Linked DNA regions of Mus musculus: region 1 is linked to region 2. Evidence: chromatin contacts called from public HiChIP or PLAC-seq data. All regions are on one chromosome and are shown on one strand. The core of a region is the stretch at or near the end of the contact, and the rest is flanking DNA. Distances in the headings are between cores, read along the strand shown.

The links. HiChIP or PLAC-seq counts read pairs in DNA pulled down with a chosen protein or histone mark.
Region 1: a contact with region 2 is called in an H3K4me3 HiChIP or PLAC-seq map of bone marrow-derived macrophages, with 3 times the contacts expected there. The contact joins the promoter of Snx3 here to the promoter of 1700016J18Rik in region 2. A contact is called at or near these places in 4 of 39 promoter capture datasets (embryonic stem cells, liver, neutrophils and 1 more), 4 of 115 datasets of contacts at active chromatin or transcription factors (bone marrow-derived macrophages, embryonic stem cells, large pre-B cells and 1 more) and 1 of 9 other capture datasets (liver).

Annotation. Positions count from the first base shown.
Region 1 is chr10:42,496,671-42,503,344 of GRCm38.p6, forward strand. It overlaps Snx3 (sorting nexin 3), which reads left to right and starts at 5,384. Exons shown (of 4, transcript NM_017472.4): 1 at 5,384-5,822. The coding sequence starts at 5,661.
Region 2 is chr10:42,014,560-42,021,895 of GRCm38.p6, forward strand. 1700016J18Rik (a long non-coding RNA gene) reads left to right here and starts at 3,595. Exons shown (of 3, transcript XR_871596.3): 1 at 3,595-3,702; 2 at 4,049-4,353. It overlaps Armc2 (armadillo repeat containing 2), which reads right to left and starts at 3,823. Exons shown (of 18, transcript NM_001034858.3): 1 at 3,634-3,823.

The DNA.
Region 1 (6,674 bases), core at 4,134-6,633, 480 kb after region 2:
ATTCTCAAAAGACTCACATGGCCTAATATGGCCTCATAGTCTGAAAAGCTGTGGGAGAAACTTGTGCTGTAAACAGGGATGTGTGAGGCTCCATATTTTCCTTTCCTTTTTGATTTTTAATTTTAGTATTGTTGGTGTATGTGGGATGTGTGTGCAGGTGGACACATGCCAGGATGAGCATGTGGAGGTCTGAGGACAACTCTGTGAAGTTGGTTCTCTCCTTCCACTGTAACTTGGGTTCTGGGGCTGCAACTTAGGTCGTCCAGGATTGCAGAATGAGCACCTGTCTATTTTGAGACAGGGTCTTAGTAGTTTGGACTGGCCTCTAACTCCGTTTGTTTGTTTGTTTGTTTGTTTTTTGTTTTTTGAGACAGGGTTTCTCTGTATAGCCCTGGCTGTCCTGGAACTCACTCTATAGACCAGGCTGGCCTTGAACTCAGAAATCTACCTGCCTCTGCCTCCCAAGTGCTAGGATTAAAGTCATGTGCCACCACTGCCCAGCATGGTCTCTAACTCCTTATGTGGCTGAAGATGACCTTGAATTCTTGATCTTCTTGCCTCTACCCTCCAAGTGCTGGGATTACAACTCTGTACGGTCATGCCCAACTTCTCTGTCTCTCTCTGTCTGTCTCTGTCTCTGTCTCTCTCTGTCTCTCTCTCTGTGTCTGTCTCTGTCTCTCTCTCATGTATATATATGAGCTGATCTGTTAGAAGCAAGGATGCACTGATATAAGAGGGCAAAATAAGAGATTTCTAAACTGGGCGTGGTGGCGCACGCCTTTGATCCCAGTATTTGGGAGGCAGAGGCAGGCAAATTTCTGAGTTCGAGGCCAGCCTGGTCTACAGAGTGAGTTCCAAGACGGCCAGAGCTATACAGAGAAACCCTGTCTCGAAAAAAAAAAAAAAAAAAAAAAAAAAAGAAAAGAAAAGAAAAACAAACAAACAAAAAAAAAGAGATTTCTCAGGTGTATTGACATCTCAAATGAAATTGTTAACTGTGAATTTGCTAAGGTGCTATTCAGTAAGGAATTTTCTTGAGGACTGCCTGGAGATGGGTCAGAATGTGAGGATTAAAGAAAGGGCTTTGAATTGGAAAAAGATCTAGAAGAGACAAGGCTGATCTTTGCCACCCTAAATCTTCTTAGTGTGCTGTGGTTCCAGATCCTGACTCTCTGGACGTCCAATTACTTGCTTTTGTTTCCCTCTGAGATTTCTGGGTTTGGAGAAGTAACCTTCTAATCAAATAAGAAGGCAGTTGATAAAATACACCCGTAAGCGACATTTAAGATGAAAACATTAAGATGAAAATTATAAATTGGGTGGAGTGGTAGAGGCCTCTGTCAGATGCATATATTTGATTAAAATATTTGGGCCCACACTTTTTGCTTATTGTCCATTTGAATTTCCTTTTTTCAGAGGTCATATGTAATACTGATAAGCACTGACATCTCCCTTTTGAAAGGGGGTCTCACTGTAGCTCTGGCTAGCCTGGACTATGCTATATATAGACCAGGCTGGCCTTGAACTCTCAGAGATCTATCTGTCTCCTGAATGTTGAGAATAAAGAAAGGCATGAGCCACTACACCCGGCTTCCTCCATTTTTCATTAGAACACTTTTGCTCTGTGTTGTGTGTGTGTGTGTGTGTGTGTGTGTGTGTGTGTGTTTGAAACGGGGTTTCTCTGTGTAGCCCTGGCCATCCTGGAACTCACTCTGTAGACCAGGCTGGCCTCGAACTTAGAAATCCACCTGCCTCTGCCTCCCAAGTGCTGGGATTAAAGGCATGCACCACCACTGCCCAGTTTGCTGTGTATTTTTTATCCTGAAAGTTATGCATTTACTGATAGGTTATTTCTTCACGGCTGGTGAAATGAGATAATTCAAGCTAGATTAGATTATATTAAAAACAGGTTTATTGGGAAGCTGCTCTTGGGAGGTCAGGTTCACTGGCCCCAAGGACCTAGGCCAGGGAAAATCGCCATGTGGAAAGGAGGGGAGGATGGGAAGGGAGAGAGAAAGAAAGGGCATGCGTGCAGAGAGAGAAGAAAAGAAGAGCACAAGACATTTGGATTTTATAGGGAGGAGCCTCTGGGGGAAGGGCAGTCCAGCCCCTGGGCTGGAAAGTTCAAGCTTGGGGACAGGGTAAGCCAGGTAGGGACTGAGGGATGCTGGGAGAACTGGAGGCCAGGTCTGCTTTGGTCTGTAAAATGTGCACCTCAGTCCCAGGTCGGGGAGTCCTGAAACCAACCACTTCCCTGACTGGGTTTGGAATCACTAAGGACACAGACTTTACAAGTGTGTGAGAGTGTTTCCCAAGAGGTTAAACTGAAGGAGGAAGCAGCATCACCACCAATGGATTAGGGGCTGTGCCTGAATAAAAACTGAAAAGAAAATGCCAACATTCACTGTTTTCTGCTTCCGGGTCTCCCAGCTGTGAGGAGTCCCGGCTGTGTGCCCCTGCCTGTCTGCCCCTCCACCCCTACAACCTCTGCTATGCCTTCCCACTGTGACAGACTGTGCTCTCTTAAACCCCGAGCCAAGATAAATCCTTTTCTCCTTACATTGTTTCCTGTTGGGCATTTTGTCACAGCAAAAACTCAGAGTAACTAATACAGTTGTTTCCCACATTGTTTAAGACAGACACTCTTCTCTAGAGGTTCTAAGTTCTACAACTTTCCAATTTTCTCTCTCTCTCTCTCTCTCTCTCTCTCTCTTTTGAGACAGGATCTCAATATGAATCTCAAGATGGTCTCCAATGAAGAGTTTCGTGCCTCAGTCTTCTGACTGCTAGGATTATAGGCACATATCTCCAAACCCAGCACCTATTATTTCTAGTCATGGTCTCGGGTGTCCAAGCTGGCTTTGAACTCTTGTTTCTCTTTCTTCCACTGAGTGCTAGGATCACAGCCATTTAATGTGGTGCTGGGATCGACCCCACGGCCCCATTGCACGATAGGCAGCCATTCTCCCAACCACACTGTATTCAGACCCTCTCTTTATTAATTTAACTCTTGAACTCAGTTTTTGAGAAAAAGTTCTCATGCAAATCTCTGAATTTGGTATGTACCCCAGGGTGTCCTTGAAGTCCACATGCTTTCCCACTGAGTTCTGAGATTTGGTTATTTTGGTCATTGTTATGAATCAGATTCATTGTTTTCTCTGTTTGTTTCTTTAAAACTTTTTCTGTTGCCATTATAACTAGGCATTTGTCTAGACAATACAAAATTACTGTTACTTTCACTTAGCCACTGTATTCTCTTTAATTCTAGATTATTCTCTCTCCCCTGTATGTATGTGCACTATGGTGTGTCTATGTGTGTCTATGTGTGTGTAGCAAGCATGGTGTGTGTAGGTGTGTGTCTATGTGTGTGCATGTGTGTATATGTGTGTGTTTATGTATGTGTGTCTGTGTCTATGTATGTGTCTATGTGTGTCTACGTGTGTATGTGTGTATATGTGTGTGTCTATATATGTGTGTCTGTCTATGTCTGTGTGTGTATGTGTGTGTCTATGTCTGTGTGTGTATGTGTGTGTCTATGTCTGTGTGTGTATGTGTGTGTCTATGTCTGTATGTGTGTATGTGTGTGTGAATGTGTGTGTCTATGTATGTATATGTGTGTGTATGTGTCTATGTGTGTATGTGTGTGTGTGTGGGAGGGCACTCAAGCATGTTGTGTGTAAGCCAGCATCCATGTACTCTTTCATTACTCTTAGTTGTTTCTCTGAAGTATCAAGTCTCTCTGAGCCTGGAGCTCCTTGTTTTGTAGTTCTCTACCCCAACTCACCCCACCCCAACCCAGGCTAAGAGTTTTCAAAACCTGAGTGACTCCCCTATCTCCTCACCCCACCCCACCCCACCCCACCTCACCCCCACAGTGTTGTAGTTACTGGTACTGCAAGTCTTGTTGTTGCATGAATTTGGGGGTCCAAACTCAGGTCCTCGTACTTGCACGACAAGCACTGTTAATCAGTAGCCCGTATCTCCAACTCTTTTCAGATCTGTATTCTCCTGTACTCTGGAAATAAACTAACTTTGGAACTTGCTAGCTTTATGGTTGTGCTACACTGCTGTTTTTGTAGGCTGACTTGAAGGGACTCTAAGGTCACGTGACGCTGCCTAGGCCACGTAATGGCTTTGTTCAGGTATTGGGTTGACAACCGGATGCACTAGCTCCTGGTATCCTGGTTCTTGGCACTCCCCTATCTTCCTGTCTCCCTTCAGCTTCCTGAGTCTTTCCCTGGTCCTTTTTTCCATTTTGTATAAAGGCTTCTCTAAGTAGCATTCCAAGTACAATTTGAGATTTACCGCTTAAAAACAAAACACATTTACCAGGATTTGTGGGAAACAAGAGTGGCCGCTTACCCAGACAGGGTTCCCGGCCTTCATCTTGTCTTTCTTATTTTGCTTTCTTATTTCAGGGGCCAGACCAGTCTTTAGGCACTGTTTGACCTTAGTTTGAGCTTATCAGGTTTAAAAAATTCCACTCCCTTATTTACTGCTTCGAATCTATCAGTGTAGAACAGGGTGACCTTGAAACTTCTGAGTCTCAGCCTTCTGAGTGCTGGCATTACATTATGCCGGGATTAATGTCCTTCTTGGGGACTGGACCCAGGACTTTATGAATCCTAGGCAATCAATCTACCAACTGAGTTACATCATCATTTTTTGTTTGTTTTTTGAGGGCTACTGTGTAGCCCTGGCTGTCAACTCACTCTGTAGACCAGTGGCCTAGAACTCAGAAATCCCGCCTGCCTCTGCCTCCACCACGCCTGGCTAAAAAGCCTTTTGTTTTGTTTTGGTTTTGTTTTGTGTTTTTTTCAAGACAGGGTTTCTCTGTATAGCCCTGGCTGTCCTGGAACTCACTTTGTAGACCAGGCTGGCCTCGAACTCAGAAACCCGCCTGCCTCTGCCTCCCAAGTGCTGGGATTAAAGGCCTGCGCCACCACCGCCCGGCTCTCCCTTGGTTTTTAAAGATAAGGTCTCATGTAGCCCAGGCTGGCCTCGAGCTCCTGATTCTCCGCTCTCCATTTGCCAAAGGTCAGGATTACAGATGTGTACTGATTCATTTGAGACGTTTATTAAAGGTTTCTAGAAATGAATTTCCAGGGATCACAGTGATGCACTGGATTGGCTGTCTTACAGCATAGGCAGTTTTGTCTCCTCCCTGCCGTCCCAACGACTGCCTTCACTGCGCCAGAACAGCTAAAATCGTTTCCGGAGTCCCTCCCCGCAGAGAAGCTGGGTCAGAAAAGCCGGAAACCCACACCTCCTCCCCAGAGCTCCCCTACTACGCCTGCGCGTCACTCGGCGGCGGCGCGCTCGCCCGAGGCATTGTGGTTATTGTAGTCTCCCCATATCCTTGGCGCCCACAGTCCCGTGACGCCGCCGCGCCTCAGCCCCACCCCGCAGTGTCCCTCGGGGCCGCCGCGGGGCCTGCGAACCGGGCGCGGCGTTCAGGCCAGTCAGCTGTTTCTCCCTGGGCAGAGGGCGGAAGCCCGAGCAGCCTGGGGCGGAGCTTCGCGCGGAACGAACGCCCACCCGTCCTACGTGCTCGTTCGTCTCCGTTCGCTGCGCGCGAGCCGGGAGTCCCCGCGGCGGGCGGCGGTGGCGTTGGCGGAAGGCGGTGGAGAGAAGCCCGCGGCTGCCGCGGCGACAGCGAAATGGCGGAGACGGTAGCGGACACCCGGCGGCTCATCACCAAGCCGCAGAATCTGAATGACGCCTACGGGCCGCCCAGCAACTTCCTCGAGATCGACGTGAGCAACCCGCAGACCGTGGGGGTCGGCCGGGGCCGCTTCACCACCTACGAGATCAGGGTCAAGGTGAGGCGTCCGCCCCTCTCCCGCATCCCTCGCTCCGGGGCCGCCAAGTCCCGCCGGACCCCGGCGCGGGGCCTTGAGGTCTCAGCGGCCGCCCAGGCCAGACGCCCCTGCGAGGCAGCTTGTCTGCGGGCGGAGGCGTGAGCCAGGGTTTCGCTCGCTCTCCGTGGACAGTTTGTATGGGGACCAGCTCGCTGGCTCCGGTAGAAGGTGCTGGAAGACGAGGGCGTGGGTTGAGCTCTGCTAGCCGAGATCTCAGGCAGCTGATCTGGGCTTGACATTTGAGTTGAAGAGGTAGATCTTTCGAGAACACTGTTCTCCGAAAAGAGAGCTAGGTGTGACTGAGGAAGAAAGGGGGAGGGGGGCGTGTGTGCGCAAAGTTGAAGCCCTCTCTCCCTCCCTGTCTCTTTTTTTTTTTTTTCCTGGACGCTTACCAAGACGTAGTGAAGCCAAGCTTAGCTGCTCTTTCCAGGCCTGTCTCAAGCTACAGTAAGAGTATCCTGGGCCGTACACGTCTGTGAGCAGAACTTGATGGCGAGTTCACGGGAGCGCGTCAGATTTTTGTGGTAGGGCTCAACCAAGCGGTTAGCAGCGATGAGAAATGGTTGACCTTAGCATGCTTGGCTGTCCTGCTGAAGGCCTAGGTGTGTGGAATGTCATCTTCCTCAGTGTCCAAAAAAGCAACTGCCCGGGACTAGGGAACCCTACTCATCTAAGTGTCTGGCTTTAGCTTTTTCACTTCAACTGAAAAAAGGAATAGGGTGAAGTAGAAACGTACTCTTAGAATCCCATAACTAATGGGGTTTTGGCAGTAAGTAATTTAGATGATTCGAGGGACACTAAATGAAAGTACTG
Region 2 (7,336 bases), core at 2,345-4,844:
AGGGCTGTTACACAGAAAAGCCCTGTTTCAAAACAAACAAACAAACAAACAAACAAACAAACAAACATAGGAGGGCGCTACAGGTAATCAGATTGACCAAATATCTGTGAGGAAAAAAAAATGTAGGTAGAGGGTTTAAAAGAATAGTGTGAGAGCTGGAGCGATGGTCCAGCCGACCAGGGATTGGTTCCCAGCATCAACACGGTGAATCGCACTGCACCTGTCTGCACCCCCAGTCCCTGGTTATTCAGTGCCTTCTTCTGACCTCCTTGAAAGCTACATGCACACAGCAGACAGACAGACATGCAGGAAAAACATCCATAAGCATGAAAATAATAACAATACAGTGCATACCTGTTCACAACTTTCTGTCTCCTCCCAAGTCCCACTTTTTTATTTAGGGAGCACGGGTACAATAATATGACCTGTACCATTTCTCTTTGGTTATTACATTAATGTTAACATTATCAGATAAATCCAACTTGGAAACATTTACTAGTACGTGTAAACTGGCTATAATTGTGGTTCTTCTGGTAAAGATGAAGCTCTTTACAGTGGTTAAGTTACAAGTTATTACCAACAGAATTTGTCAACTTGAAAAATAATTAGCTAAGACTTGGACATCTATTTACAACAGAGCATCCCAGAACCATAACACAATCACACTATAGAGTCTTAATTTTATAAAAGCCTTCCTGCCAACGGGAGCAAGCTCACTCTACTAGAGGTGATCAACTGATATAGCAATGATGTTTCCTACAGGCAGAGCTCCCCCCCCCCAAATCTGGGTCTCTGGAAACACAGAGACTAATAAACTCCATCTTTGCTCTGAGCAAGCTGATTGCTAATGTCAGTGAAGCACTGACTTCAATACCAAACAGTCTGCTGACATCTCTTGAGTTCATCATTTCAACAAAGCTTGTGACAATTCTATGAGGTAGGTAGACTCATAGCATTAGTGAAGGGAAGGCTACGATACGCCCAGGACAGATGGTCAAGTTATCATAGACTTAGACAATGGGCGGCCATGTTTGGAGGCTGTGGGTTGCAACTAGAAATGATTTCAAACTGGGAGAGAGACCTTGGCAGGCTTGTGGAGGTAACAGCACTTGAGCTAGGTTCAGAAAAATGGGCTAACTTTGAGGATGTGACAGTGTCCCCGGGGGGAGGAAAAAAAGTGGGTGAGCCAAGAAAAAGAATCATGAGCACAGTGGGTATGCATGGCGCAGCACACTCCAAGCATAAAGTCATGTGGGGACCAGAGGGAGGGCGACATGGCGGTAAGACACAAAACACAAGCTGATGCGCAGATCGAAGAACTTGATTTGGTTGATGGGATTTGGCAAGCGTGGGCTGGAAGGAGAAAAGAGAGGGAGGAAAAGGACAGAACTGGTAAGTTTATATATAACTGCTCCTCTCCATCTACCCGGGAGTCACTTCTCCAGGAACCTTCCCAGGTTTAATGGCCTTTGTACAGCTGCTGTGAGGTCCCTAACTGGCCTCTGTCTTAACTCTGTCCACAGTGTTAGAACTAACTGCTCACACTGCCAGTGCTATTTCCTACCCTCGGACTCTGAATCCCAGCCCTCCATAGGGGCACAACCGAAGGCTAAATACACCTGAGCTGAGAAATTCCCGGATGAAGGCTATGTGGTGTCTTTAATTGGAGATATGTGCTGTAGTCGATTATAAAGGTACATTGCAGTTTATTTCTGACAGCATCTGATCTGTGAAGCCCTGTGGCAACAGGAATTCAAATATAGCCGCCTCTCCCTTCCCTGTTGCTCAAACGTGTGGGACTGGACAAATGACTCCGGAGAGACAGTGACATCAAGGGTGACGGGCACCAAGAACAGAGGGGACAGTCAGAGACAACACAGAATGGACAGATCCACAGGGGTCAGAGGGAGGCCAGGAGCCCTTTCAGAAGAAACCAGAAGAGTTGTGAACTCTGGAAAGAAGAGGGAGGCTAAGTTGTCGCTTGCATCTCACTGTTTGGTCTGTGGTATCAGATGCGACCACTACAGGATGAACATCATCTGCAGGACGATGGGGAACACCCAAACGGGTTTGTTGTTGCTGTTTTAATGTGTATGGGTGTTTTGCCTGTGGATATGTCAATGCACCACAAGCATGCAGTGCCTGCCAAGGCCAGAAGACAATACTGCATTCGCTGGGACTGGACTTGTGAGCCACTGTGTAGGTTCTGGGAATCAAACCCTGGTCCTCTAGAAGAGCAGCCAGTGGTCCTAACCACTGAGTCATCTCTCCAGACCCACGTGTTATTTGCATGTGTTACTTTCTTCTTCTGGCCTCAGAGGGCATTACAGGCACACTGTACACACACATACACACAGGCAAACATTCATACACATAAAACAAGAATAAATATATCTTTAAAAACCCCTATCTCTACTGTTTGCTACCAACAGCCACCAGAGCCACCTCCTTCATGTTAAAGACAACATTGCCCATCAACATTGCCGACATAGGGTTTGCTGGTGCACCCTCTTTCCCCAGCAAATCAAACACTCAGGGCTCTTTCCATGACTGAATTACTTTGGCATTAAATGAGCATCCAAACAGGTGCAAGAAAAGTGCTTAGATGTCAGAGCAAGTGTTAAGTCCCCCGAGGATCTGCAGCTCTGTGACCTTGAAGGGCATTAGACATCTCTATACCCGAGTTCTCTTCTGTTAAAAAAGCATGGATAATGACCAACTCTCAGGGCAGCTTTCAGCATTGCATGAAATGTCCAAATGCTTTAGCACGATGCTAGCTAGCTCTTACAATACTAAGAAGTACTGTCCAAGTGCTGGCTGGTCAAGAAAGATCTTCCTAGAATGAAAATACTCACCAACAAGAGAAGTCACAAAAGAGACTATCTGTCCAATGTTTTCATGCATATCATAAATTTAAATTTTCAACTAGAGAATACCATCCTTGATTTAAAAACAAAATAAAAACAAACAAACAAAAAAACCCAGCGTTTTTATCTGAATGTCAGTTATCCCAAATCTATGCAAACTGCTAGTCAAAACCTTAGGGATTTACAAAAATGGGATACATATAGTGTGACTTATTTTCTACCAAACGAAAAGAATATGATGTCGGGATGGAAGAACCTGCGGTAATACTTGTGGCATGGGTTGTAAGGGGCATTCTGTATACATACGGTGTAATTAATATTGTTCCACATACACTTTATTGAGGAGTCATTTGTTACCTAGGAAAATCCTAGTTTGTTCTTGTGGCCTGCCTCCACAGAGTCCCTTAGTCTATCACTCTCTCATTCAACCAGTGTTACTGGTTACTCCTGTTAAATACCAGGCAACTGACTAAATGCTCACAGTTACAGAAGCTGACTCCTGTGCAGACCCCGAGAGTATGCAGCAGCACCCCTCGACCCTATCTGGGAACAGAAGAGAGACTGCAGGAGGGGTCCCTGGTGAACCTGCAGGGGACTCCTCACCTCCCGCACGCACAGCTGCTCTCCCACTCCCGGAAAAGCCCGCTCCTTCACCGGTCCAGGTTAGGGCCGAGCGCCTCAGCATCCTCACCTCGCCCTCCCGCCCTCCCGCGCACCGCCTTTGCCCTGCTGGCTAGCATCTCCATGGTAACCGTACACAAACCACCTTTCGCTGCAGGCCGAGCGGTCAGCCTACAGATCCAGGACGCCGCAGAGCGAAGCGGGATGCGCTGGAGTAGGTGCTGGTTGGGGAATCCGGGCTCGACTCAAAACACCTGTGACAAGCGCTAGACACTTAGACCCCGGCGGAGTGTGACGGCCTTCCCGCTCTCGCAGGGCAGCAGGGACCAGGAGGAGGGGCGGGGCGGGGCGGGGCGGGGCGGGGCGGCCCTGCTCCACTCTCCGCCACTGAGCCTGCGCCAATCCCTCTAGCCACGCACGCGTAGCAGCGTCGAGGCGTGGCGAGGGCCCGTGCGGGAGCGCGGGCAGGAGCATACCCACAGGGGAAAGGCAAGAATGGGTGGAGGGGAGTCTTCTTTTACATTAGCAATATGTTCAACCATGTTTGTTTCTCCCCGTAGGATCTCCAAGACTGTTAAACAACTGGCAGAGGAACAATGTAGTGTTTTGGGAAAGAGTCGGTTATTGATTATAGACGTCAACGTCCACCTGGAACGGTTCCTTAGCATCTCATCTCTTATGCTTCAGGCAGAGAGTGCTATCCCTGTGTGTGAATAGCTGAATCGTGGGCCGTAGCAAAATAAATGTGAAGAGCTGTGAATGTAGCAGTGAATGTTAACCTGTTGGATATCATTAACTCCTTGCATTTGGGCAGCACTCAACCGTTTGTAGAGCGAGCTCACAACAGAGCAACTAGGGACCCAAGGTGAGATCAGGAAGGAGCGATTTAAGTCTTGGGTTGCTATGGCTAGTCGCTGTGTGTTCTTACTGAATCACTACAACCCAACAGGGGAAGAAAAAAAAAAGAGTCCTGTGTATATGTTTCTAATTCAAACTCTGTTTGCGTCTACACTGGATCATTGGGTAACACTTGTGAAATACAAGCGAGGCATAAGCTCTAAATTTACACTACGGTATATAAACATAGGGATTATCAGCAAGTGTTGTCAACACTGGGAAAATGCCGTATTCCATGGTGCCAAGGGTCTTGTAAAGAATAACTAAATTGTATCTATTTTGCACAGTTAATACCTTTGATGAGAAATGACACCTGGAACACTGAGTAAAGGTTTTCCAAGTGCTTAACAAGATTTCCCACATCACAGACAAAGAAAACTCAATCATTGATGAAGTTTAGGATCCCAAACTAAATATTATTTTTCACTGGGAACAGGATCTATCCTATGAAGTCCCATTTGTGTGTCACCAGACTCAACTGTGCAAAAGGACATTGCCTGTTGTATAGAAAGCATAACTAGCATTTTGATCTCATAGTTTGTGAGATATGATAAAATACAAGTCCATTTGGGTCTCTTGGTGGCTGTTTATAAATACAGGTGTCTATCTGACCCTTCATGGAGAGTCAGACTTCTCCAAATGTTTTGTTATTAAATGACTGGTAATCTGATATTAACTCAACCTCAACATCTTTCTGAATGATGGTGGGTGAAAAATGAGTATATCGATAGCCAATAGAAATTCAGCTTTACATCTTCTTCTCACCCCAGATTTGCGGTCCACAGTGAGCCTTCCCAAACGTTGCAGTAGCTGGCTTCTAAGTCTAAAAGTCTCATCTCCACTGAAACATGAGCTTACAAACCTGTAAAACAGACATGGCTTGGACCTATAATCCCAGCATGTGAGAAACTTAGACAGGAGGATTACCTTAAGTTCCAAACTAGCCTGAGCTGCACAGTGAGACCCTGTCTCAGAAGACAAAACAAGACATCAAAACCAAATCTGTTTGTTTGTTTGTTTTTTTACCAACAATTGTTATCTATGGTCTTGTGTCTAAAATGTTCATCTAAACTAGACCTTGTAAGCAAACCATTGAAATATGAAGCCAGTCAACCCAGCAGGCCAGATGTCAGCCAAGCAGGCTAGAAGAACCGAAAAGAATGACAGAGACAGAGTTATAGGAAATAATTACTTGAAGAGATAAATGGCATATACCTTAGTTTACTGTAGAACAGTCTATGGGAAAATATTTAGGCTACTTACTACACAGAGGCCTATGTGGCTGATTTGGATGTTCCTCCAAAATTCTACACAGATGGGATTTTGTAAAGAAGGGATGACTAAACTGTGTTTCATAGACCTTAGGGGAAAATGATTAGTTATAAATATAATATACTTATAGAGTTTTATTTGTAGTTTCCAAATTGATTTCATTTGGAACATCTCCTTCTGTTGTCTTCTTTGGAGTTTATAATAATCTGGAAAGGTTCTTTGATGATTTATTTATTTGTTCTTATTTCATGTATATTGGTGTTCTGCCTAAGTGTCTGGGTGAGGCTCTTGGATCCTCTGGCACAGATAGCTGTGACCTGCTGGGAGTTGAGCCCCGGTTCTCCAGAAGAGCAGCCAGTGCTCTCAACCACTGAGCCATCTCTCCAGCCCTCTATTTGGATTTGAAGTCGGAGATTTAGAAGCCTAAGTAATCTGTTCACAGCGCGCCCGCAGCTTGTAAAGGGATGTAAACTGGTGTTCTTGGTACCAAAGTCCAGTAGACTGTCCTGCCATTGTACATACATAAACGTAATATTTCAGTCCAGGGATGAGAGGTTCTCCCTAGCCTGTGATGGGCTCTAGGCATCGAGAGGAAACTTCAGAAACTTCACCTGATAATATTCCCACCGAACTTCTGGGTACTGAGTTAACAAGAGGAGTCTGTAAGTGGTAAATTGACAATATAAGTATTTGAGCTCTCTGCTATGAAAAATAAGCAGGGGTCCGGGTAGGTCTGGAGAGATGGCTCAGCAGTTATAAGTGCTTGCTGCTCTTGCAGAAGACTAGAGTTTAGCTTCAGGAACCCACATAGAGTGTCTTACAACATCCTGGAACTCCAGCTCCAGGGAGCAGTCGTGTGCATACACACGCATGTGTGTGTGCGCGCACACACACACACACATACACACACAATGCAAAAGATTATAAACTCTAAGTGACTTTTATTTGCAGACCCTAATAGAGTTCACAGCTTATACCAAGTATACCTTGTACTTAATATCTATTTCTTATGTTGACTTCTCTCTTAGGTATACCCTTGAAAGATACAGATTAAACAATTTGTTAATTTTTCAGATTCCTTCCTTGCCATAATTCTATGACTATGACAGAGATGTAACTTTTAGGAAATAAGTGCCTCTGGAATAAAGGAGTAAAGAGTGCCAGCTTAAAATGCTAACGCTCAGTTCAAGATGTCCAGTCAGTTAATTATATAATCACACAACCCATGTAAAGAATTCATCAAACTGAGAGCTCATGCGATCCTTGCATACAAATTCAAAAGCACCGATGCGTTTAAATGTAATTCTGCAGAACTCCACAGCTCGAGGAGAATCCACTAAATTCATGGAACTTGATAGAAAGCACCAACTCAAAGGGTCACACCACAAACCTCTGTTTGCTGGGGCTCAGCAGTTGCCGGTGCACCTAAGAATGATGACGCGTTTACACACTTTACCCATAACACGTTGCTTCTGCCAACCTGGTCATGAGCTGGCAGAGCTCAAATACTTGGCAGTGATCCTAATGAGGAAGGCTCTATTCAGTTACCACATCAGTACAAACGGATGCAACCATTAGTGTTTCGTCGGAGGGAAGGGAGGGGTCCTAGTGTTCCAGAGTATGGAGGGCTCTTTGAGAGGCTTCATCCTATGCATCTGCTGCTGTGCCTCGTCCATGTT